Regions from separate parts of the Mus musculus genome. Here regions 2 and 3 are each linked to region 1. Evidence: chromatin contacts called from public Hi-C and promoter capture Hi-C data. All regions are on one chromosome and are shown on one strand. The core of a region is the stretch at or near the end of the contact, and the rest is flanking DNA. Distances in the headings are between cores, read along the strand shown. Region 1 has its middle 17 kb from the start of Gm34434. Region 2 holds the start of Gbp5 (guanylate binding protein 5). Region 3 has its middle 70 kb from the start of 4930519L02Rik.

Region 1 (3,276 bases), core at 367-2,866:
AGTTTTATCTCTGAGGTTATTGCAAGTGTGCTCCATCTGCTTCTGTCCAGATCCGAACCGGTAGCCAGATAAACTGCTGTGTTTATCAAGGCTAAACAATCGTCAGAATGCAATTAGCCTGGGAGGCCACTGGCTCCCGATAAGCAATGCCTGCAGCTGGACCCTGCTGAGGACCCAGTCCCACTGCTGAGGACACCACACTATCGCTACCCCCTAATATACTCCGAGTCTCTTTTTTCCCTGCCCTAAATTTTAAAGGGGATTTGATGTCCTAACACATTTGTTTTGGTGTTCTTTGCCCATATTGGGAAATAAAACCCAGTAGCTTTTATAGATGGATAAATCCTTTTAAAAGGCCCTTTTGTTATCACTGTGGGGCTTGTGTGCACTAAAACAGAGTTTTAAGGGACCGATGAAACCCTATAATCACAGTTTGCTATTTCTGGAGTGGACCCCTTCCTGGTATAGACAGAGAATCACAGCCCAGAGGGCCTGGGACTTGTCAGAGGAACATGTTTGTGAACTTTGGGCAGATGTGGGTTGGAAGTTTGGTGTGGCCACCGACCTGGGCCTGACCTTGGATAAACTCCTGGAGCCGCTATTTCCTCGTCTGTTCAGGGAAACCCACAATCTGAGCCTCGCAGCATTGTTGGGAGAGAGGAACACCGTTTCCCTTGGTCAAGGTCACACAGATAACCGAGCAGGGCCAACGCCAGAACTCTAAAAGCACATCCTGGCTCCCAGGTTTCATTCTTTCCACTTCAGGGTCTTCTCTCATCTCCCATTTTCCATTCAACAAAGTGATCTTGTCCTTTGTCCCAGAGTTCAGCACACTTCATATGCTGCACCCCCTGATGGCCTGAGGCCCCATTCTGCTCAGGGACTCATGTTTATACGATGACAGCATCTATATTTTTTTGTCTGGATGAATTAATAACCGGCTTGCCATTGTATTGAGGAAAAACCAGACATCACCTCATGGTCTCAGAAAGGGAGTGTCATTTTTCCTGTACCTTCTGGCAAATGTGCTACTTAGATTTAGTGGCAGCAGAAGAGATTTTACACGGGCGTTTGCCCAGCTGGAGAGTGTCATTGGTCTGTCCACAGCCAGGAGACACCCCATTCCTACCCCAACCTGCCTCATAACATTAAAGATTGAAGTTCTGACTCTGAGGTCCTAGATCTGGCCTGAGTTTGAAGCCTTTGCCTGGGCATCCTCTGAGCCTTGGACACTAGGTGGCGCCACAGGAACATTTGAGACACGTTGTCCACTGGCTAGGACGCGCGTGGCCCTGGGAAATCCTTTGGCTTTCCACCAGCTGCCTCTACCAGATTCCTCCCTCCATCCTGTCTTAGGACCTTCATGTGCTGCACTGCTGGGCGAGGGGGAATTCGCCCTGTGGCTACGACCCAGCATTCGAAACACCAATGGGCTAAGCTCTTTTGTCCTCTGTTACCCTCCTCTCCCCGGAGTCGCTCCCTGCCCGATTATTAATTACTCATTTGCTTTGATTGGCATCAGCTAAAGGTTTGCGTGTTGAGCAAGAGGCCGTCAAAACCCCCACGGCTCCTGCGCACTGCCTGCCTGGGACTATGCTGTAGTTGGGGGGTAACAGCAGCCCGGTTGTCACTAGCTTCAGGCACTGTGTGTCCCACCCCTCCCTGATGCCCAGTACACCACTTGGAGTCGGGCTTTCTCAACTTTCTGTTCACTTCGGTTCTCTTTCCTGGGAACCGGGATTCCCTGTTACATTTCAAATCACAAGGTGGTTTCTCCGGGTCACCTGCTGTCCTCTGGCCTTCCTGTCTGCATCACCATATCCTTTGCCCCATTCAGGCAGCTATTTAGACTCCTGGGCCCACAGACTCGATCGATCCCTGCACTCTACTACAGAGCTCCTACTCTTCACTGACGGTCCTCTATCTTCCACTATTGAAACTCTAATCATATTGAGCCTATAGGTCACCATTGTGTTCCTTCAGAATACCTCCCTGCGGAGAGCTGATGGAGGACACACTGGAGTGGAGATGTCTCCCAGCCCACCCCATGCTGCCTTGTCTTTTGTACTCTTGAGAACATGACATGAATTCTGGGGCGGTTGGTACATTCCTGCCTCCTTTAAGCTGAAAGCACACAAGGGCACACTTGTCAGGATGTCGAAATGGTAGCAACTCGACTTCAGAACAGGTTTTTTTTTTCCTTCCCTAGAAATTCTTCTGGATTTATGACATCGGTGCTAGAGCAGGGCTGGGTGATGCTGTTGGCTGGGACCACAAACCCAGCGACAGAATTCCAACACGCACTTTGACTGCGAGATCAAAGGCGTGATAGGCAGAAAACGAAGGGTTGAGTTGGCAGAAGAGAAAGAGAAAAGGAAGGAAGGGTTACAAGACCAGGGATGCCATGTAGCCATCTTCTGGCCTCTGCTTCACCCTTCTGGCCAATCACATGCTTAATGTCTCCAGCATCTGTCCCCTGCCACTACCTAACCCACAGGAAGTTTGATCTATACTAAAATAACCCTAGTGGCAAATCAAAAGGACTCAGTAAACAGTACCAGTTGCTACCAAGTCTAAGACCTTGGCCCAGACTTTTACCAAACTGCAGAAAAATTGAAAGGCACGTTTTATATACCATGTTTTTAATTCGCCCCCAGGGTGGAAGAGAGGCTATCAGAGAGGATGTGGCCATGCATAGGAGATAAAACATGTGAGCATACTGGCTTCCTTATTCCCACAATGGAATTTTCTCCAGATCCTTGCCTTCTGAAATGAGACACCAGATGCAATTGCACTGTGATACCACTAGGGTGACTCTGCCTGTGGCGGCACATTCTTACCATTGCCTTGTGTGGAAATCAGTGCAACGGTGGGAGACCTGGTCAAACACCCTTCGGCTCAAACCCACATATCCCTTTACCTATAAAAGCCTCTATTGCTGAAACAGAAGAGTCTATCTACATTTCCGGTTTCTTCTGCAGGATTATCCGTGTGCTATTAGGGAATGCCTGCTTTTGATTCAAGACTTGAAATAGCAGGACTGGAATGGAGCTCAGTGCTACACTGTCAGCCTAGCAGGTGCTGGGTTTGATCTTCAGAGCTGCCAAAACGGGCGAACCTTCAAATGCTACAGGGAGCCTCGCTGGTCCACGGATGAAGCCAGTGGACTCAATTGAATTTCCACCGGGATCCTTTCCGAGACGGGCAAACCCTTCTTCAACTTGGAACTGTGAGCACTCTGTAGCTCCGAGAGCTGCCTGTCTCAGGTGGACAGAG
Region 2 (3,276 bases), core at 527-3,026, 1.9 Mb after region 1:
TGGCCTGTGATTCAGGAATACATTCTCTCTGTCAAAGTCTCACAACTTTCAGGGGGCTGGAGTGATGACTCAGCTGTTAAGAGCACCCACCACTCTCCCAGAGGACCCAGATATGATTCCAAAAACCTACATGTTAGATCACAATTATCTGTAACTCCATTGCCAAGGGATCCAATGCCCTCATGGACCTCTGTGGGCTCCAGACACACATATGTTACATAGACATACAAACAGGCAAACACCCATACATACACACACACACACACACACACACACACATATGCATATATATGTATATATACATATATACATAAATATACATATATATACATAAAACTAGATAAAATCGGGTTTTTATTTGTAAGTTCCACTTAATATTGATTTCCAGTCTCATCCTTGCAACTGAGTAGCATTATGATGTCATTCAAGTCTTCCCTACAATTCTGCTTCCTACAAGCCAGACGTAACCAAATCAATATGCATTTATATCAGTAGAGGGTTGGGCTAGAGATATTGGCTCAGTGACTAAGAGCACTTGAGGCTCTTGTAGACCTGGATTTTGTTCCCTTAACCCATACCAGGTGGCTCACAACTACCTATAACACCAGTCCTGGGGGACTAAAATACACTCAGGCACACACATAAATAAAATAATTATAAAAAAAAAGAAGAGAAGAGAAGAGAAGAGAAGAGAAGAGAAGAGAAGAGAAGAGAAGAGAAGAGAAGAGAAGAGAAGAGAAGAAGAGAAATGTTCACACAAGGGGAGGACTGTAGGGAAGAAGGTCACCAAGAAATCTGAAAGTACTGAAAGGTGCTGGAGATGAACTTCTGGTGTTTGCTCAGTTTTTGCGTTTATATTCTTATCTGTTCTTTAAGTATGATATGCATGAGGCACGGGACACAGCAAGAAGTCAAAAGAGTTCCCAGGAGCGATCCGCATAGCCAGACCATACCGGCCAAATAGGTCATTTTTTGATTCGTCAACATATAAAGGTAGAGACAATATTGTAGCAGAGACAGAATCCAACACAAATGGGGTTTAAAAGTGAGTGACTGCCCAGGAAAAGCAAACACGGAACCTTTAAGAGATGGCAGTGCAGCGAAAATGCTCACTGCTGTCAGCAAACCTCTTCCTGTGTGCCTTGGAGTTCTCTCTCTCTCTCTCTCTCTCTCTCTCTCTCTCTCTCTCTCTCTCTCTCTCTCTCTCTCTCGCAGCTCTGGCTGTGAATTTGTCCCAAGCTCCAATGAGGACAAGCATCGGCCCACATATAGAGCCTTGCTGTCTGGGAATTCACTTCCCGACAATGGGAGCGCTGGTTAGAGCCCCAGTCTCAGACCTTTTACTGCGCAGCTCATGCTCTGCTATATTGTTCATGCAAACAGTATGGTTGCCTGCTATTCTGGAGGTGATTCTGTTCTAAACAGCAACTAGGGATGCCAAGAAGTTAGAACAAGCGGAGATAAACAGTTGGAAGTCATTTCTACCTTTCAGTTTAATCTCTTCACACTCTGCCCTCTCATTAACAGGAAACAATAACGGCACTGAATAAACACTCGGACTGCTGGACAAGGAATTCTGCTTCTCTGAGAACACTGCTGTTTAATCTCTAATGGGGCTGAGCCAGCATCCAGGCTAGGATGCATCCCATCCTGGATAAAGTAGTCTAAAAAATAATTCCTAACAGTCTCTTCCCACCCCTGCTCCAGGTCTTACCTTAAGAAAAACTGAAGAGCGGGAGCAGGGGCCAGTAAGAACACTGCTTCAAACGGGACTCTGCAAGAGGACAAACTCGTTGCACCCTTATTTATCTGTGCTTGGTTCTGAGAAATAACGGCCAGCCCTGGGAATTTCCTTTCCTCTCCCAGAGAGCTGGGAGAGAACTTGATTATGAAACGCAAGAACAGGAATCTGCAAAAGGGTTCTCTAAACTGAAATTGAAACTACACAAGTTCAGACTGTATAGTTGAAGGGGATTTTCAAAAGCAGAAGGCTTGAATGTCACTGAACTAATTTCCCAGAAGTTGCCCACAATCTGAAAGAGAACGTTGACATCGTTTGTCATTGTTTCAAGCGCTGTTTATTTTATTCCTTTGAACGAGGGTGATAATTTTTATGGTTTTGAATCACAATTGTTTTGAAGGGAAACCTCACGTACTATTTGAAGACTCATTTCTTACAATTGTCTCTGCATCCACTTAGGATAAAAGTTGTTTTCATTGGTAGTAGGTTAAACAAGGAACTCAGGGTGTCATGTTGTGGACTCTTGAATCCCATATATAAAAGAAATAAAGAACAGAATTAGGAAAACTGAGGATAACTTTTTTGGAGTTGGAGAGAGGAAAAAATTAGCAGAGCAGACAAACCGTACAGGAAACCAGAAAGGAGAGATTGCAAAGGAAAAGAAAGCTAATCACGCTTGCTGGGTTAGAGACTGCACCAGCAAGCTGACTCAGTCACAGAAAGGCTGTAAGCAGCTGCTTTAATCTTATACTGTTTGGTGCCGTTTGGAACATCTGCTGATGATGTGACCCAAGTCCGATTCTTCTGAGCAAAACTCAAGCCACTGAGTGGGTTAAACTAATTTTTTAAAATAGGTCAATAAAATAGCTATGCTTTACCAAGAAGAAATAGCCTTCCCTTAACGGAGCTTCAAGAAAGATCTTCTATCTCACTTGTCTAGAATTCAAGCCAAAATAATATGTTAACAAGTCCTGGAGATGACGCTGTCACTACTGGGACAAGGAAACTCAGGAAATGTCTGGTCATATGTAGCCAATAAAGATCAGTTATATAGAAGCTGAATGTTGTACATGGATATTTGCGGACTTTGTTCTGACGCTCTCTGGAGTCTAACTCTCCTAAAAGGAAGCATACTCGCTTTAGACTGCACTTGCCTGTAAGCTTGACAGAAATAGCATTTGACTTTATGGTGGGTACCGCCTATACTGGTGACTTTGGGTAAAATAACCTAACCGTTATCACAATAACAACTGTATTGATCCATGCGCATTGGATGGCCTTCCACTCCAGTGTCTTCTTTGGTTCGTTGGTTGGTTGGTTGGTTGGTTTTGTTTTTATTATATCAGTTTTTCAAAAAATATTGTTTTTTCTGTGGGATTCCTTTACCAGACTTCCTTTCCATGGACTCGATCACTTCTCCAGACAGGCTAATCTCTGACTGACTTGAGCATGCAGCCTCGGAGTACCTGGCCTCAGAAGGAAAGGCACGTGGATGACTGGTCTCATTTTCCTGTGTCTTGAGTTGAATGCAGAGG
Region 3 (3,276 bases), core at 326-2,825, 1.3 Mb after region 1:
GAACCTGTGAGTTCTGTGACACAGCACATAGTCTGGATGTATTTCCAATCACTGATGGGTTTTAAATCTGTGACTATGAATAGACCACAGTGAACAGCTTGAAGTTCTTTGGAACAAACAATCTCTCTCTTAAGGTCACTCCTGAAGGAGCTGCAATAATAACGTTTGGCATATGTAGATAGAGCGCTTTGCGGGCTGGAGCATGGAGAATTATTCTCTACATGTTCCAATAAAAAAAAAAAAAAGATGATCCATGATTCAGGAGAAAAGAAAAAACAATCAGGTGCATTTTTTACAGTGGAGGGGGAACCCAAACAAGTGTAGAAATACAATCAATATGGACATCCTCATTAAAATCCCCAAGCCGCTGTGAGTTTGATGTTCAGGGGGGTCTGCACCAGGATAATGGATTTGGTGGCCTGAAGGAACATTAGCGATTTTAATAAGAGGAACTTGAAATTGCCAGTATTGGCTCTGGTTCCAAGGAAGCCCCCGAGGTCTGTCCCTAACAACACAGGATGAACCTAACTCCTTGCCCCTCCATTCGATTTTGAAATGCCATTTTTAAACATGGCCATATCATTTCTCTTCAAAAAAAAAAAAAAAAAACCCTCACTTGAGAGAATCGCCTTAAAATTCCTGATCAATGTTTTCAGTTCACCCAGATATTAAACCAAATTTCCCAAAGTCTGAAGCTAATTATGCATTCAATTAGAGTTTCTTAATAAAGATTAAAACTCTGAAGTCTATTACAAGCCTATATTTAATTCAACTGCCATTTTATCCACGCCACGGATGTGTAAGTGGTAACAATGAATATAAATTATAATACACGCCACAGAAAGAATGCTATTTGTCCAAGTACCTTACTATAAAGAATTAAATTTTGCTATCAGCTCCATGATCTAGTTAAAATTGGTATTCTTTATTTGGTCTTTCAATGTAGTCCAATTTCCTACTTTGAAAAACAAATTCTAGGGAATAAAGAAAAGAGATTAATTTATCATTAAGACTCTGCTTAATTGAAGTCAATTCCGAACAAACTTGAATTCAATTTCTGCTCATTAAACTGAATGTGCTCTGCGCTCCTCTCTGCATTGCTTTGAGCAAGCAGCTGAGAACAAGGGACTAACATCAAAATTATTAAATTGAGGAGATTTTATTTGGTCTTCACATGCCAGAGCCGCTTTGATGAGGAAGTGTTTTGGCACCGAAAGGAGCGACGAGCAGCTGGAGGAAAAATCAAATGAAACTAAGCCTTGGAAAATTGAAGAAAACGCAAGCTTAATAATATTTAATAATTAAATTTCCACAAACAATAGCGGCAAATGAAGTAATCTGCAAAGTCTGTGAACTCATTTGCATAATTGATGCCGGTCCCCTGTAAATGAATAATGAAGATAATAAAAGATGTTGCTAAAAATGGGCACAATAACAGCAAATTTCATCAAGCCGCGCTCTCTGATTAATCTGCTCTCGCAAATCAGCAGCGAGAGGGGAGCGCGTGATTAACCGCGCCGAGGCCGGCAGCCGGCGGCGGCGCTGCCCTTTCTCTGCGGGTCTCTGGGCGCGGCCCGCTCGCTCCCCGCGCCTCTCGCCGCAGCTGCCGCTGGGGCTGCCGCGGGCGCAGCTCCTCCGCGCCTCCGCCCTGCCCGCTCGCCCGCCCGCCCGCCCGCTCGCCCGCCGGCTGCCGCTTAACCGCTTCACTGCTGCCCTGCAGCCCACGATATCCGCGCGTCTCCGCGCCCCATCCCACGCTGGCAGGGCGGCTGCACAGGGTGCTGCGTGATTCAAATGCACCTGCAGACTCCGAGCCTTCGCATCTACATGAGATCCAGATTTGGGGGTGAACTGGGCATTTGTTTTCAGGATGGAAGAGGAGAGGGGGCTGGAAGGCCCAAGAGGCAGAGATCTGGGAGACAGAGAACAGGGAACAAGGGCGCTTCTGAGGCCCTTCTTTACCTCCATCACAGAAAAAATAAATAAATAAAATAACGGCCCTTGAAAAGATGAGGTTATTAAACACTTTTAATATCCCATTAGGAAAGAATAGGAGACAAAATTCGTCTTCCCACCCACCCACCAAAGAAAGGACAGCTCAGAAATTTTCTGGGCTCTTTTCTGCTGCCCGTTAATCAAAATAACATTTTGCAGGTTGGGATAAGCGTATGTTTCTGCCAGGCCCAAATACATTTTGTGTGGACTCTAGGAGAGTAACTTTGGTGAGAGCCCACACTTCTTCCCTCCCCCAGATGAGTGTCTCACTTTCCCGGCTTGCTAGGAGAAAAAGTTGTCTCGGGAAAATAAAACTGTTAATAAACCATGGTTCCAGAGTGACGCTTGCTTTACAACTCCTAGTTTGCAATCGATCATAGCCTGGACCTAACAGAACTGACTCGGCTTTCATATGTTTATAGTGGGCAGTGTTTTATGCCTCAGATATACCATGTCAGCCATGCAAAACACGGTGTTATTTTTGTTCGCTTCCTGTATCTACAGCGCAGTGATTTTTGTTTAAAAGAAAGGTCACGATTATTTTCCATTATGGTGGAATGGAAACATTCGAGACATCTGAGAAACAGATCTTTAAAACCGGGTACTGAGTTGGGAAAAGCAGAGAAGAGTTTGTGTCAAAGTGCAATTGAATCTATTTAAGCAGACCAGCTTTAACCACGGCAATAAACCACTGACTTGCTCCTGGGTCAGAAGGGCCGCCATGCCTCTCTAAGCCTCAGATCACGTGCTTTTCTTTTTGTGGCGCCACCATCAAATAAACCTCTAGTTTCTTCTGCTAAGTGACTGGCTCATTTGTTAGGTTCGATTTTCCCCGGTGCAAACAATCACACTGTAGGTTTCCCTAATCCCCTTCTGTAAGTGCAGAGAAATTCTAGAATCATGAAACTTTGAGCCAGAAGGAACTTCCTCGATTTATGTGGAAGTAAACAGAGAGAAAAGGTAAATGACCACCCTGTCTGGCTTGAGGGCTAACACCACACTCCAGGTCCCCCTGCCCCTGGACCTTCGCCTCCAACCTCCTGGACGCATCCTCAACAGCATTTCAAGAAAATTAGTGCGGTATGAGAAGGGTTATGTAGGAAGATGCGGGCACTAAAACCAGTTTAGAGATTCCAGCGCTGGGGACCCTAGGCAAGCCAGAGAGAGCGCGCAGACTCTGTAGAAAAATAACGGAATAAACTGAGGACGGTGGAGAGAAAATGGCAGCTTGTACGGCATCTCAGAGGAGCCAAAATCACACCGAGGAAGCCGCCACAGGAA

The links. Promoter capture Hi-C pulls out the DNA fragments that hold promoters and counts their contacts. Hi-C and Micro-C count contacts between places; a contact is called where the count stands out from the background.
Region 2: a promoter capture Hi-C map of hippocampal neurons shows a contact between it and region 1, with 4 times the contacts expected there. The contact joins the promoter of Gbp5 here to the enhancer-like site in region 1. A contact is called at or near these places in 3 of 39 promoter capture datasets (cranial neural crest, hippocampal neurons and pre-B cells) and 1 of 115 datasets of contacts at active chromatin or transcription factors (pancreatic cancer cells).
Region 3: a contact with region 1 is called in a Hi-C map of cortical neurons, with 2.2 times the contacts expected there. The contact joins two enhancer-like sites. A contact is called at or near these places in 1 of 39 promoter capture datasets (hippocampal neurons), 2 of 484 Hi-C or Micro-C datasets (cerebral cortex and cortical neurons), 3 of 115 datasets of contacts at active chromatin or transcription factors (astrocytes, embryonic forebrain and embryonic stem cells) and 1 of 9 other capture datasets (embryonic stem cells).

Annotation. Positions count from the first base shown.
Region 1 is chr3:144,397,896-144,401,171 of GRCm38.p6, reverse strand. No RefSeq gene overlaps it. Among named protein-coding and RNA genes, the nearest start is that of Gm34434, 17 kb to the right of the region's middle. Within about 2 kb of position 1,616, at least 51 of the 459 cell types and tissues checked have an H3K27ac peak or open chromatin away from gene starts, as enhancers often do. A contact at or near this core is called in cerebral cortex, cortical neurons and hippocampal neurons, where this site is marked.
Region 2 is chr3:142,495,434-142,498,709 of GRCm38.p6, reverse strand. Gbp5 (guanylate binding protein 5) reads right to left here and starts at 1,776. Exons shown (of 11, transcript NM_153564.2): 1 at 1,715-1,776.
Region 3 is chr3:143,099,325-143,102,600 of GRCm38.p6, reverse strand. No RefSeq gene overlaps it. Among named protein-coding and RNA genes, the nearest start is that of 4930519L02Rik, 70 kb to the right of the region's middle. Within about 2 kb of position 1,575, at least 58 of the 459 cell types and tissues checked have an H3K27ac peak or open chromatin away from gene starts, as enhancers often do. A contact at or near this core is called in cerebral cortex, cortical neurons and hippocampal neurons, where this site is marked.